Regions from separate parts of the Cricetulus griseus genome. Here region 2 is linked to region 1. Evidence: chromatin contacts called from public Hi-C data. All regions are on one chromosome and are shown on one strand. The core of a region is the stretch at or near the end of the contact, and the rest is flanking DNA. Distances in the headings are between cores, read along the strand shown.

Region 1 (7,685 bases), core at 1,382-3,881:
CAAACAACCACATAAATGTACCATAAAATTGAAAATGATAATCTCTATGGAGAAGACCTTTCAGCAGAGGGTAATGCATTTGTCTCTAGTTTTCATGGGAGTACATGTAAGACATATTGATTTTCTCATTGTGAACTTGCTTGCAACTTGATAGGCATTAAGTATGACATTAAGACATTAAAGGAACAAGTTAGGCTAGAAATTGCATTTTAAATCAGATATTACAGTCAGCCTATAGAAAAGAAACTGCACAAACTTTTGATCTTATAGCATGAGTTTCATGGAGAGAATATTTTGAAGGAAGAAAGTAAAACTGATTTGACAAGGTTGTCTCAGTGTAAATTTCTCAACTCAGGAAAGCGCTTATTCAATATGATATGAATTTGATGGTGTTTCGAACACAGTGCACTTTATTCAAATTATACAAACTGTTAATTGGGGTCCTGGAAGGACAAATGAGCACCAGACTTCTGATTACTGGTAGTATCTTCTATCTGTCCTATTGCCATCTGTTTAGTACAAATATTTAACAAATGGTCTTTATATATTAAAAAAAAAAACTATACAAAGGAAAGGCTCAGATACTGCATTTTAGATCTTAGCTTCATGTGAAAAACATTCACTGAGCTAGAAAATGACTGAAATTTAAAATCAATTTTTAACCTGCTGTCTTAAGTGTGTCTAACTTGATAGCCAAAACCATAATAAATGATCAAAGTGACATCTTAGAACAAGATACTACAACCCAGTAATTCAAGAACAATACTCCCAAAATAAATAAACACAATAAAGGACCTGTTGATAGGTATAAAACTGGCCTAGGGATATAAATAACACCATAAAGAGATAGTAAATTACTCAGACACATTAGGGATTACAGACAACCTTTTTTAGTTGTAAACTTATTCCACTATATCAAATTGGAAGTGGAGTTGGTTATTGGGATAGATGATTGAAATACATCAAAATGAAGAGGAAGAAGAAAAAAAAGTCTACTTGCTCACCTCAAGTATCAAGACCTTAGTGTCAATTTACAATGCTACCCTGCAAACATGTATGCCATGGGACTTTCTGGAATGACCATGCCAAAGTCCTCCTTATCTCAGTATCGAGATACTTTTGAGCATGCAAATCAGGTAGTGCTAAGGCACAGCTTGGAATTTAGTGATGCTATGTGAACATTATGCTAAAGTAGTAAGAAGCACTGCTTCAGGAATTACTGGAATCATGCCTCACACTATGGGCAGCATAGAACAGGGAGATTATATGTCTCTTGGCTGTTGGAGAATAAACAGGGGCAACAAACATGATCATATCCACGTTTGATGGCAGCCTGGCTGCTGTTGAAATCTGCAAAGTAGCTCTGCTTTGAGTTGTGCTGCAGTTTGGATCTGAAATGTCCTAATAGTCCATGAATGCTGGTGAAGCTGCTACCTACTGTGCTTCTGGTTGATGGAGACCTTTAGGCGGTGGGGTTGAGGGGATGAAGTTGGGTCATTGTGGGCCTTTAGGCGGTGGGGTTGAGGGGATGAAGTTGGGTCATTGTGGGGATGTCCCTGAAGAAATAGTGAGACCCAGACCCACCTCTTCTTTTTCCTTCCTCTGCCATTCTACATGTTGCTGCTACTCACCAGACTCCAAGACAATGAGGATAGCCAGTCAGTCATGCACTCAAACCAGAGGGCAATCTTCCTCCTTGTAAAATGAGTATCTCAGGCATTTTGTCACAGTGATACAAAGCTGGCTGACATATACCTGGCTTTCCATCCTGTCTCAAACCCTGACAATTTAAACTACTTCATCCTGAGCAACATTTACTTTCTACTAAATTTCTGCCCTCCTCAAAGCAACTTTATTCTCTTGGTCCACTTGCCCCCTGTTCCTTTGCTTAACTACAACTCAGCTGACAGACACTGGGAGATGCCCATCACTGGGATATATTATCCAAATACCTTTTCTTCACTCAAAACCACACACAGCTGAATATATACACAAGATGATAAATTATGTTTATCTTAACATGGCTTTGATGAAACAAGACATAATATTTTATTCTTACAGTAATTGTACCTTAAATTACAGAACTTGTTGCACATTTAGTAATAACATTACTGTTTAAATTACTCAAATCACTTTCACTTTGATGCAACTATGCATTCATGTTTTCATTACCACAAATTTCAAAACTGAGTAGTCTCATTTTATACATATATCTAATTCTAAAAATAATTGAGAAAAAAATAAAATATTCTCAGTTAGGGAAAGACAAGTCTACAACTAAACATCTCTTGATAACATTAATAAAATACAAGTGGAGTAGTTCCTCAAAATAACCTAAGACTACAAAGCATAAAATTAAAAAAGTCTATTAAGATTCAAGGTCTCTGTAGGTCATTGTTGCAGTTACACAATTTCATCATCTCAAGATGGCTAGCTTTAACAAAAGACTTTTCTGGACAGTTATGCGTTAAAGAGACAGGAGTACCCAACACCACAAAAAAACAAAACAAAACAAAAACTATAGCTATGAGTGTTGGGCAGCCTTGAGGCCAATTAGTCATGAAGAGACTGACTAACTAAGCAGGACTCTAGCTCCCCACTGGCACAGTGGAGGAAAGGAAAATTCTAGATAAACCACAGTCTCCTTAAGGCTACGGGATGAATAATGGAGTAGCCATTGTTTCCAAGACACAGCACAGGGCAGGAACAGCCCCTAAATGGAGCGGCTGTGATGGTGAAAGAGGGTACCATTCAGCAGCCTCATGGCCTCATGCTGGAAGTTCTCTACTCTGCTCCAGGCCAGACTCCTACTGAGGTGCAACATATTGCAAGATGATTGTTCTGGGCAGGGCTGCTGCACTCTTGTATCTCAACAGCTCTCTAGGCTGCATCTCACAGCTCAGCCTATGGTTCCTATTCCTGGTCTTGTCCTCTGTGGCAGCCTCTGTACTCTGCCAGTCTGATTTCTCTCTGACGCCCACAGAATTAAATTCCAACTTGTGACCCCACGGTACAAGACTCAGCCTGGCCTGCACTTACACATCTTCCCAGATGCCTCTCCCTTCTTTCCCCACCTGTTCCCAACACACCCGGCCTCAGCCTTGGGGCCTAAACATTGACTCATGCTTTCTCTACCATGCTTTCCTCTGTGTCAGCCAGAACAATTCCTTCTCCAGGAAGCCGTTCTTACCATCCTAGCTAGTGCCTACCCAAGCACTCACTTACATACTCTTATTACATATGTCCCTTCTACAACAGATTGCATCTTAAGCACCACCCCCAGATGTCTAGATGGTAAATAAATGCTTGTTCCTAGGGGGGGACTAGTGAGAGATGGTTGAGTTTTAGGAGGCAAGGCCTAATGGCAAGCCTTCAGATCACTGAGGCTATGCCCTTTGAAGGGAAATTGAAACTCCAATGCCCCACCCCCCTTTGCTGTACAACTACAAGATGAGTGTTTTGCTCAGCTGGTTCTTCTACATAGGCCCAAATGAATCAGACTAAAGTTCCCTAGACTAAAATGTCTCCAGCTGATCAATAGATAAAACAAACCTTTTCTCTCTATAAGTTGATTTTTGTTACAGTAACAGAAAATTGGCCAACACACCCTAATGAGACTTTTGAGGCAGGGACAGTGTCACATTTGTTTGTTACCTGATGGGAGTAAATGCCAAACATTCTGTAGTTGGCAAATAGTGAATGAGTGATATTTTATACAACTTTTGCTTATAATAAACAAAGGATGAAGAAATAAAAATTAAGACCAATGAAGAAGTCAAGCTCATTATTTAAAAATGGGGTGGGGACAACTATTTACTTAGCACTTAGTAACAGTTATGACTGTGACTCTAAAGCTTACCCTTCCATTAGGTCATTAAAAAAAATTTCAACATGATTAAGGTCAAAGAGAAAACTTCAGTTAAATCCTCCAGGGAGATCTCTTCGCATTGGTCTCCCCAGACCACATGTTAGAATCACCAGCAAAGTCTGCTTACCTGGGGCTCTGGATTAAGGAATAGAAGGAAGCCCAGGCCACACCCACCACTAGTAGGCCTATCGTGGCTGCTCCCATCCTGTGACCTTTAACCTACTGCTCAGGAAAGCATGCTTACTTTGTATCTGCTTTCTGATCTGGAAGGAGTAGGGATATGTCCTTTTTTCTTAAAGGTTGTGAAGTGTTTGCACTGAGGACACGGCTTGGTGCTGGAGTCAATTCGGCCAAGTTCCAAGAAGTACTTATACTTGATGGAGTCTTCATGAGTCAAGTTGTAGACGACAGTAGTTTCCTCCAGAAATTCAAAACACTCTGTGATGGGGCATTTGATTTCTACTTGGCCAAGTTGTACCTTTGTGAAAGGACAGAAGGAAAAGAAAAAGACCACTGTTTATTGAGGTTGTTTGTTGCTTGTTTTTGCATACAGCATTAATTATCGATTGCTTTCAAGACAAGGTTTTCAGCTCTCTTTCCAGATAGCATAAGGAGTTAGTCATTTTCAAACCTACATTGAGTACCAAAAACTGTGATCTGTAGGATGCTTAAGGGCTCTCTGACAATTATGTTTGTGAACTTATTTGATGATCCACAGGCATATTAAAGACGCAAATGACCATCTCATTCATATATATATATATATATATATATATATATATATATATATATATATATATATTGGAAACTGCAGGGTGAGAGAGCATACAGGCAGCAAGCCAGCTGTAAGTCGTCAGATGAGTCAGCATCCTGGGATCCGACAACCAAAGGCATTTCAGAGATCTCAACCTCACTGCACTGTTTCAGCACTATGCTTTGGGCACATCTTTAAAAAGAGAAATCTTATGAAGTGTTTATGTTTAATAGCTATTAGTTTATAAAAATAATAACCCAAAATTAATGTTTTCTTTGGCCCTTCCCTTACAAGCACATAAACAGCTCTGATGTTATCACAATCTTAGAAGTAAGAAAAGAAAAACAAGAGAAGCCTGGGTTGCTGAGATGGCTCAGCAGGCATAGGTGCTTGTCACTCAGGTTGAGTTGTGAGTTCAATCCCCCAGACCCACACAGTAGAAGGGGATCAACTTCCAGAAGTTGTCCTCTGATTCCATGTGCACACTTTGGCACAAGTAAGTCCCCTTCCCTACAATACACCAAAAGAATAAATATGAAACAGCTAAAAATACATTGGTGGTGTTAAGACACAGTAAGTACAATGGTAAAATCTGGTTGTAACTAGGAGCATACTTAAATGAATATTATGAAGATACTTAGAAAATAAACCTGTTTGTGACACATTTTCTACAACTTTAATAGAAAATTATAGGGTGATTTATATTTTAACAGTATACTAATATGCTGGCAAGGGTATTTATTTAAAGCCAGCCAGATTCTTCTACATTATTATCAGGTTAGCTCATGGCTTTTCCTGGCATTACCATGTCCTCCCAGCTTCCTTCCACTTTTCACTTCTTACCCATCCCCCCACCCTCAAGTTTGTATCTGATGAACAGCAAAGTTGAAAGTGAGTTTAAGATTCTTTAGTTTTAGTTGCTCTTTCTGGCATGTTTTTTCTCTTCTCCAGACCATGTGACTTTTTCCCATTTCCACCTCACTCTTCCTGTGCTCTTTTCTCTTGTGGGTGGATTAGGGTTAGATTTCTCAGAATGTCAGAGTAGCATGGCAAAATCAGAGAGTTGTAATTGTCATGTGAGTTTCCAATGCCGCCCTTTGTCACATTGTGGGGTTGGGGGCAAGGAGATTACAGTGCTGTGGTTACTTTGGAAAATATCCTAGTCCCTCTTTATTCAAGTTTCTCCATCTCTTAAAAATGAGTTGTGTTAGAATTTTCTGTTTTAATCATTTTCTGTCATGTTTATTGTGTGTGGCATCTAGTTCCCATTTCAAATGCTAAAGGTAGTATCCTTCTCTCCCAATCTAGCTCTGTGGTCTTCTTGTTAAATTAATGTACATATATTTAAGTTACACCTCAGGAAAGAGGTCCTTATAAACTTTTCATAGAGACAAAAATAACCACGGAAGAGTAAGAGTTTGTTTGGGTTTATGAAAATGTTTAAAAATGGGGGGCTGGAGAGATGGCTCAGAGGTTAAGAGAACTGGCTGCTCTTCTAGAGGTCATGAGTTCAATTCCCAGCAACCACATGGTGGTTCACAACCATCTGTAATGAGATCTGGTGCTCTCTTCTGGCACACGGGCATCCATGGAGGCAGAATGTTGTATACATAATAAATAAATAAAATCTTTAAAAAATGTTTAAAAATGATAAGATGTTCCTTCTTTTAATGGTCTGTTGATATCTATGAAGCCCTGCTCAGAACAGGGCACCAAGTTAAGTGCTGAAGCTAGGCAGGTACCTATCAGGAATGAGGCAGTCACAGTCGGGACCCAGAGTGATGACAGTGTCAGTCTGACAGGGTGGTGCACGGTGTCACCAAAAGATGGGGAAGCTTGGTCACTTCAGACCTGGGAGGGTCAGACTAAGCTTCTTAGACTGAGTGAGGCTGAGTGGCAGCTTAAGATCAATGGGACTCAGCCAATAAGGATGAAGCTGCTCCACGAGGTCAAATGAACCAACACAGAAAAAGGCCTGGGGGCAAATGCAGAGCTCTCTAGTGCAGGAGTGCCGCGCTTTAGTCACCCCTACTGTATTGATTTACACAGCAAACATTCATGTGAATTACACCCTTAAAATGGGATTGAAAAATAAGATTGGACCCCAATGTCTGAGTGCAGAAGAGGCTGTAAACATGAACTTGGATCAGAGCACAAAGGCAGGGCATTATGATATCTGAGGACCCTGAACTTTTTTTCCTACAGAAACAGGCAAGTACTCAGTTCGTAGCACAGGGAGGCACAATTTCTCTCGTTTATTGGGGAGCAGCCCACTTTTGTGCTTAAGAGCCCAGATGACCTTTTCCCAGATTGATGCTTGAATTTACCCTTCCTCTACTTTTGTATTTCAAATTTTAACCAAATAAGTGGTAATGGTGGATGCAGTATGTTTATAGCTATCTGGAACAGTCACATCTTATGGAATGCCATGCACTTTGGAGAGCAGAACCAACCCAGGCATCCCGAGGACAAGGCTATCTTGTTACTCTTGGGTGTTTATTACCTGACCACACTGGGATGCCATCCAACATCCAACCAGGCCTCTGCTCTTCAATTTCAATGGTTCTTGGCTCTTTCTGCAAATCTATTCCATTTCCATGAACACCTTATTTCCTGTAGATTTCAAACTCTCTATTCTTTCTCAAAGTTCCGAAATCCTTACCCCACACCACTGAGCCAGTGACCTCACACAGCATTTTACTGATGACAGGGAGACATGGTGCACATATTACCCAATCGCCTGCTAGCAATTCCATCAGCCTGTCTCTACCTGGTCCTCTCTCTCTTCTGGCTTCCTTGGTGTAAGATGCCATTAACTTCTAGAAAAACTGCACAAAAGACCCTGGAAAAGTCTTCTGAGAGTTTAAGTTTCCTGGCCGACTCTAGACCTGCACGTTCAGAATCTGAATTATTCTCAGGAAGCCAATAATTGGCAGTTGGAACAATGAGTCAAGCCTTTCAATTACTCATACTTCCTCCTAAGAACAACACCTCCGTCTCATGCACAGTGTGACTAATGACCTATCTGACTCTTGGCAGCTACATGCGTATCGTTTTTTAGAG
Region 2 (7,685 bases), core at 3,819-6,318, 81 kb after region 1:
TTTTCTTTTAAATCTGGAGACAGGGGCTCACTAAGTTGCCCGGGCTGGCTTTGAACCCACAAAGTTATTCTGGTAAGTCCTGAATTTTTGCTCTGTCTGACTCAATCTCCCAAGCAGCTGGGATTATACATCTCTACCATCAGGTCTGGCTGCAATACCCTTTTGCCCTGGTTCAGTAAGGCAGCAACCACACAGTTAGACTTGGTTTTACTCAGGCACTGGTGGATTGCCACAGATCACTGTCTACCGTTAAATTTCACCAATGAGAAGATCCAGGTACAGATGATGTGAAACAGAGACATCTGAATATAGGTTCTGAAAATGGCCAGATCTTACAATTCAGGATCACGTCAGTAATATTACAACCACAATCTTGTATTTTTACCCAATGAAAAAGGATGTAAGTTTCCATAAGCTAAAAGCTTGCTTAAACTCTTTGAGATCTAATAACATAACACAAGAAGCCTATTTCAGGTCTTTGTCTTTTAACTTAAATGTAAAAATGCTCAGAGCAGCCGGGTGTTGGTGGTCCCTTAATCCCAGCACTTGGGAGGCAGAGGCAGTCGGATCTGTGTGAGTTCAAGGCCAGCCTGGTCTACAGAGCTAGTTCCAGGATAGCCTCCAAAACAATACCGAGAAAGCCTGTCTTGAGAAAAAAAAAAAAAAAAAGTGCTCAGTGCAAGCCCTGAGGTGGTGGGGCACACCTTTAATCCCAGGGCTCCAGAGGTAGAGGCAGGCAGATCTCTATGAGTTCAAGGCTATCCTGGTCTATAAAGCTAGTTCCAGGACATCCAGAGCTGTTACACAGAAATACCCTGTCTTAAACCCCCCCAAAAAAAAAACAATGCTCCGAGCAAAATCTGACACCTAAGCTTTCTAAGGTGATTTAGGTTCCTTACAAATTCAGTAACCACTGAGCAAACATCTGGTATGTGCTAAATAGGCAGAAATTAACAAAATCTTATGGAAACTCCTGTCTTCACAGGAGCTAACTATTCAGGTAGAAGATAATGTATTAGCGCTATGCAAAAAATCGAAAACCCAGGAAGACATTCAGGGAGTGTGGGGATAAGGCTCAACTTTTAAAACGTGGTCACAGATGGGACTGAAGAGATGGCTCAGTGGTTAAGAGCACTGGCTGCTCTTCCAGAGGTCCTGAGTTCAATTCTCACCAACCACATGGTGGCTCATGATCATCTGTAATGAAATCTGGTGCCCTCTTCTGGGTTCCAGACCGAACACTGTATACATGGTCACAGAGACTGGGGAGATGGCTCACCTGGTTTACCTGCTGCACAAGTTGGAGACCTTAGTTCGAATGCCTTAGTTAAACAGGCATATCCATGCCTCTAACCCCAATACTGAGGAGCAGAGACAAGACTCCAGGAACTCAGCCAGACAGCCTATGTGAAACAACAAGCTTCAGGTTCAGGAAGAGACTCCGCCTCAAAGGAATGAGGAGGACACTAATGGAACAGGACACTCAATGTCCTCCTCGGGCCTCTGTCCAAGTGCACAGACCTGCAAACCCATGGGCATACATGGACACATGTACACATACAAAGAAACTCAGTGAAGACCACAAAGCTGGTATGTGAACACGGCTGCAAAGGTGGGGTGGTAAATGGAGCAAGTAAAGGAACAAGAGGGGAGGGGGGGAGAGTCTGCTGGACACAGGGAGCAAGTACAAGGCCCTGAGGTGCGAGCGAGCCCGGCATTCTAGACTTAACTGGTGCTGTTATTATTTGAAATAATGCCTTGCTGTTCAAAGCCCTGCCAGTAGCTTTGGGAGGTCAGGGACACTCATGTCACAAAGACAGCAGACACGATTCAGACCCTGCTGTCACTTCAAAGGAGTTTTCGTTGGAATGTGGGGAAAAAGGACTACTCACCCCACTTGTTCCTTCTCCCCTCTTCTCGTTACTACTGAAAAAAACAACTTCCTAAAACTAACTTTAGCTGACAAAAAGAAAACTGCTTTGGCACAAGGGCCCAGTGTAAGGAAATCAAATTGTTAGGTGGCATAACCCACCAGGAGTACCAACTGTGAACTTCAAAACCAGCTGGTGGTTATATCCAGCACTTAGTAGGTAAAGACTAGAGCTGGACATAGTAGGACCACAATGTTAATCTCAGAACTAAGGAAGTAGAAGCCTTAGGATCAAAAAAGTTCAAGGCCAACCTGGGTATTTAGCCAGCTCAAGGCCAGACTAAGCTACACAGCAAGATCCTGTCCATAAACAAACAAACAAACAAACAGCTAAGTGTGACTGGGTATCAGTGTTTACCTCTCATTGGATGCTACTGTGTACTATTTTTATTTTTTAACACATTTGCTATCAACATGCAGTCTCTGGAGCAAGGCCCATATTTGGGGGTCGTTGGAGTCCCACCCCAAGGCTCTGCACAAGACTGTAGCACTATGTCTACCAGGGTGATGTCATAGAAACGACCACAAACAAGCAGCCTCACTCCTCCTGCCTTAAGTCTCCATCAGCGGATAAATCCTAAAAACAGACACCACCGTCTCTCCCAGGCGTTTGGATCTCAGTCATTTGGGCCAAGCTCCTGTTTGTGTAACATTCCAGTCTGTCTAAGTCTCTCTCTGCATTTTCAGTTGGGCACTTTCAGACTAGACCCCAGCAATGGAGTGGCCACAAAATATTCAGGAACCACACTGTTCAGAGCCCTGGTCAATTCACTTCAGCCAGTCTGTGCAACACTCTCATCTGAAAACTACCCAGTTCAGACATCCAGACAGTCTAGCAAGACAAACAGGCAGGAAGGGAAGAATTTCAGGGCAGGAAAGATTCGAAGACAAATTTTAAAAACATCTGAGTGAGCAAGGGCTTGGAGAATGAGGTAAAGCCTCACGATAGAGTTGGCACCTGAACAGACAAGGTTTTGAAAGATGAACAGGCCTAGGACAATCAGACATGGGATCAAAAGGCATTAAGGATTGTGCAAAACACTGGCAGAAACACGACACACTGAAAATCATGAAGGAGGGCTGCTATGTTTCTCAAGCTTTCCAAGAAAAAAAACCAACAAGCTCTCCGAAGGCGGGTGGAGGGGAGGAAAGTTCGGCGGGCAGCCTGTTGGGTAGAAACCTCTCCTTGCTCCCTCTGCTTTGTTTGGCTCTTTCTGTTTTGTTTCTCTCTTGAGGAAATAAAAGTACTGTGCCGGCTTAAAATTTCAGCAGAGAAAAGTATTCTCACTTTAGTGTGGAAAACTGACAAGTGGGCAAGAGTTATTTTTTTTTAATTTACACATCTTTCGATATAAAGAGGGAACCCAGCTAAAACACAGGTATCATAGCCCTGACATACTAATCTCAACCCTTCTCTTCACCAGCACCACAAATATTTATTTTATGCTCACTGGCTGTTAATTTCTGGGATGCCAGGCCAGTGAGGCAGTCTCTCTACTCTCCTCAGAGCAAGCTCTTGCATGCAAGCCACAGAAGAAATAATCAGAGGGCAATCCGCCTCATTCCTCCCGCAGTTGCCAACCAAAATCTGAGGCTCAGGGCAGAGTTAACCAGCCAATAAACCAGTGTGGGCAAAAAACACACTTAATAACAAGTACGACGGTAGCAATTGCTAGAGGGCCTGAGTAAGCGGGCCCGGTCACCTCTTCCCTTGCTAGGGAGCTTAGAGGGGAACCTCCACCCCAGGGCTTTGGCATGGTGAACCGGCTGAGAGTGGGCAGAGGGCAGTGGAAGTTACCTGGGCGCTCAGGTAGATTTTGAGGCACTCCTCACACACCGCCTTCTTGCAGCAGGGCAGGGGCTTGATGGGCTTGTCTTCCAGGCACACCCGGCACATCAGCACCATGAGGGGCGCGTAGGGGTCCCCCACCCCGCCCAGGCCCGAGTAGGGTGGAGCTCCTAATAGGCCAGGCACGGAGAAGGGCTCCGGAGCCAGGTAGAACTCCAGCTCGATGCTGCCGCCGTCCAGGGAGAGGGGGTCCGCCGGGAGCGACAAGGGAGAGCTGGGGAAGGAGGGTGGCGGGCTGGCGGGAATCGGCCCCGGCGGTGCTCGAGGTGGGGACTCTGGCGGCGACAATGACTCGGCGGTGGGGGCCTCGGGCAGGTCGCTCTCCACGCAGTACACCGAGCACAAGACTTGCGGCTTGGCAGGGGGCGGGTGTCGCTGGGCCAGCACGTCCAGAAGCAGCCCGTCGGGGGGCTGCTGACCGGGGGTCGCCTCCCGTGGCCCCGCTCCCTCGGCCTCGCGCTCCAGCTGCAGTTCCAAACTCTGGGGGTCGAGGGGCCCGGGGAGTGGCAGCCCCGCGGGCGGCCCTGCCGTGGCCCGATTGCTCGCAGGTTCCTGGGCGCTCGCGTCCACGCAGCCCGGGTCTCTTCCGCAGCCGCCGCTGCTTGCCTCCGAGGAGGAGGAGGAGGCGGCGGCGGCGGAGGCGGAGGCGGAGGCGCGCGCGCCGCGGGAGCCCCGGCGCGGTCCCCTCGCGGCCTGGGGGACTCGGGCTGGCCCGCTGAGCCCCCGGCAGGGACCCGCGCCTCCCAGGGCCCGCCGCCGCTGCTCACCGTGCTCTGCTCCTCGCCCATCGCCGCCCGCGGCCCGCGCCGCGCCGCCGCCCATCCAGCCGCCGGGACCCCCAGCCGGCGCCGGGCAGCGCGGGCAGCGGCTCGCCTCCACTCGCGGCTGCGCTTCTGCTTCCGGGTCCCTCCTCCGGGGCCGGGACGCCCCAAGCTCCCTCCGGGGAGCCCGTGCTCCCGGGCCGCAGCGCGCGGGCAGCCGGCTCCTCCTCCTCCTCCTCCTCCTCCTTCTCGTCGTCGCCGTCGTCCTCTGGCGCGGCAGGGCACCGCCTCTGGGACGCCGAGGGCCTCAGGCTGCGGAGACCCGGCCCGCATGCAGGTCGGGGCGGTGCCGCGAGCCCCGGGCAGGGCGGAGGAGTCCCGGGGGAGGAGGCGACAGTCAGTCCCGCGCCATCCGTCTCCGCGCGGCGGGGAGCGCGGCCGGCGAGCAGAGGGGTCGCGGGCCCAGTGGCGTCACCGAGAGGTGGCGGAGACGCAGGCAGCCGCCGGTGCCCCCCCGGGGAGCGGCGGGAGCGGGCGACCCCCCTCCCCTCGTGCTTCACCTAGGGCCCTGCTCCCTCCCCCTCACCCCACCCCTTTGGCGCACACCTCCCCACACGTACACCCGCGCGCGGGCACCCGCGCTCACACTCGCACGCACCGCCGATTGAGTGTGAGCTAAGCTGAGATGCGCTCTCACGCCTAGAGTTCACACTCGGCCCCATCCAAACCCTCCAGCGCCTGCAGGCTCCCCTTAGGGCTGTGCTTTAAGGAGAACTTCCCACAAAACTGCTGCAAACTGGGCTCGGGACCGAGAAAACACTGGGATGTTGCACCCGAGAAGCAGGGGCAGGGATTCTTCACACTGTTGTGTATTCTGCCTCGTTCCGTTTCCTGCCTAGTGCAACAGGATCTTTGAAAACCACAAGTAATTCAAAAAGCACTTGTCGCCTAGTCCTCCAGCGAGAATGTTTAGAAGCGCTAACAAATAACCCGAGATTTATCTTTTTTTTTTCTTTTACTCCCCTCATTTCTCTCAGGAAACTGTCTTTGTGGGGTTTTCTGTTCGTTTGTTTCTTAACCCTTTTAAGTGAGTGGCCTGGCCTAATTAATCAACTGGATCATTGTTAGGAATCGGGGAGATTAACATAACCATATTCATACCCAAAACTGTTTCCAAGACAACAATTATATTTGAGCCAGAACTTAATTATGTGTTGCTCTATCTTTATTTTACAGGAAGTATTAGTCACCCAAACACTGGTGTGTTTTAATTTTCTAAAGCCAATGAAAACATTTTTTGGGAAACCAACCCTTTTTCTTTTAGCTTGGGAGGGAATTTAATTTACACATTCATGTCAAAAGAAGAAACTGTGAAGTGTGTAGACTCTTTTCTTGAAGTTGTTATTGAGTTATTCTAAAATATTTTCCAAGGCAGATGCAAATGCTACAAGGTGATAAGAATTCAGTACTAGCAAGCAGTGGAACCAAGGCCATAGATTTCTATCAGGTGTAACCGCAACTCAGTACTCCTGGGCAGGTTGAGTTGCATCATTCCAAATGCCCTGTCACTCATTAGTCTAACCCAAAGAATGAAGAATTCTTTTTTGTTTGTTTGTTTTGAGGAAGGGCTTTTTGTGTAGCCCTGGCTGTCCTGGAACTCGCTTTGTTGACCAGGCTGGCCTCTAACTCACAGAGAGCCACCTGCCTCTGTCTCCCTAGTGCTGGATTTAAAGGCTTGTGCCACCACCAGGCTGAAGAATTCTTATTTTGAAGATCAAATGGTACTCAAAAGCCAGCAGTGAAGCCTAGACAGGTAAATGGATGACTACTGGGATTCCTGAAGACTGCCCACCCTCATTGCCCTTCCTTACCATGACTTCTTCCTCTTAGATGCTTCTGGCATTTTTGATCATAGGAACATATTATTCCCACTTCCTTCCTCCCAGTAAATTCACACTTGAATGAATGCTGGGCCTGGCACCTCTAGAATTGGGTCTGAGACCCACAGGACCCCAACAGTATAAAAACAAGTCACATGCAATGTTGTGGGATATCTGTACACTGTGTGAAGACATGTTGCTGTGGTTGGTGTAATAAATAGCTCAATGCCCAATAGCTAGGCAGGAAGAGGTTAGGCAAGACTTCCAGGGACAGAGAGAACTCTGGGAAGAAGAAAGGCAGAGTTGCCAGACAGACACAGAGGAAGCAGGATGGGCAGTATAAGAATAGGTAATGCCATGTGGCAGAACTTAGATTAATATAAATAAGTTAATTTAAATTATAAGAGCTTGTGGAACAAGCCTAAGCTAATGGCCAATCTTTCATAATTAATAATAAGTCTCCATGTCATTATTTGGGAGCTGGGTATCCAAAGATAGTCCAATATGAATGTATGCTACATATGGTGCCCAACATGTAACAAGGAAAGCCACATAGGGCCTGAAAAAAAGTACTGAACTCAGAGTAGATGGTGGCTTTCTGGCAACCCAGGTCTCAGGGCACAACTCCTTTAAAAGGCCCTGCCTGCTATGAGCAGCCAGCACTACTCTGTTGGGAGAGTAGGAAGAAATACCTGTTGCAGTGTGTGCCCCAAAACTTCCCAGGCTGGAGCAGATAGATGGAGCTCCATGCTGGGGCCCACAGGCATGAGACTTGACTCTCACCAACCAGCTTCCAGCAAGCAACATGTGTTAGCAGAGCCACAGTGACGCTGGTTTTGGCTCACACTAAAAATGTGCAGAAAGTCAGGTCTAGACTAAGAAAACCTCTGAACAGATATACTATGCTTAAAAATGTTCTTAGATGCTAAAGAAAGACAAGAAAAATAGACAGTTATTAAAAATTTAATAGTTTAAAAATAGTAAAGTAGTTAAAGAGAAAATAAAATAATATAAAAGGAAAAAACCTGGAAAAGACAGAAAATACACAGAGTATCTGGATCCTGTATGGTGCTTTGTTGACTTTAATTTTTTTTTAATTCTAATGAACAAAAACTAATAGCTGGGGTCTGGAGAGATGGCTCAGACGTTAAGAGAACTGGCTGCTCTTCCCAGAGGTCCTGAGTTCAATTCCCAGCACCTACATGGTGGCTCACAACTGGTGCACAGGCATACATGCAGGCAGAACACTATACATAATAAATAAA

The links. A called contact is a pair of places that touch in the nucleus more often than the background predicts.
Region 2: a Hi-C map of the CHO-K1 cell line shows a contact between it and region 1, with 5 times the contacts expected there. The contact joins the promoter of Rnf217 here to the enhancer-like site in region 1. A contact is called at or near these places in 4 of 8 Hi-C or Micro-C datasets (the CHL-YN cell line, the CHO-K1 cell line and fibroblasts).

The regions. Positions count from the first base shown.
Region 1 is chr2:249,749,335-249,757,019 of CriGri-PICRH-1.0, forward strand. It overlaps Rnf217 (probable E3 ubiquitin-protein ligase RNF217), which reads right to left. Exons shown (of 7, transcript XM_027398436.2): 3 at 4,113-4,346. Among named protein-coding and RNA genes, the nearest start is that of Rnf217, 79 kb to the right of the region's middle. Within about 2 kb of position 2,632, at least 2 of the 6 cell types and tissues checked have open chromatin away from gene starts, as enhancers often do. A contact at or near this core is called in the CHO-K1 cell line and fibroblasts, where this site is marked.
Region 2 is chr2:249,827,592-249,835,276 of CriGri-PICRH-1.0, forward strand. It overlaps Rnf217 (probable E3 ubiquitin-protein ligase RNF217), which reads right to left and starts at 5,069. Exons shown (of 7, transcript XM_027398436.2): 1 at 4,416-5,069; 2 at 3,729-4,380. The coding sequence starts at 4,873.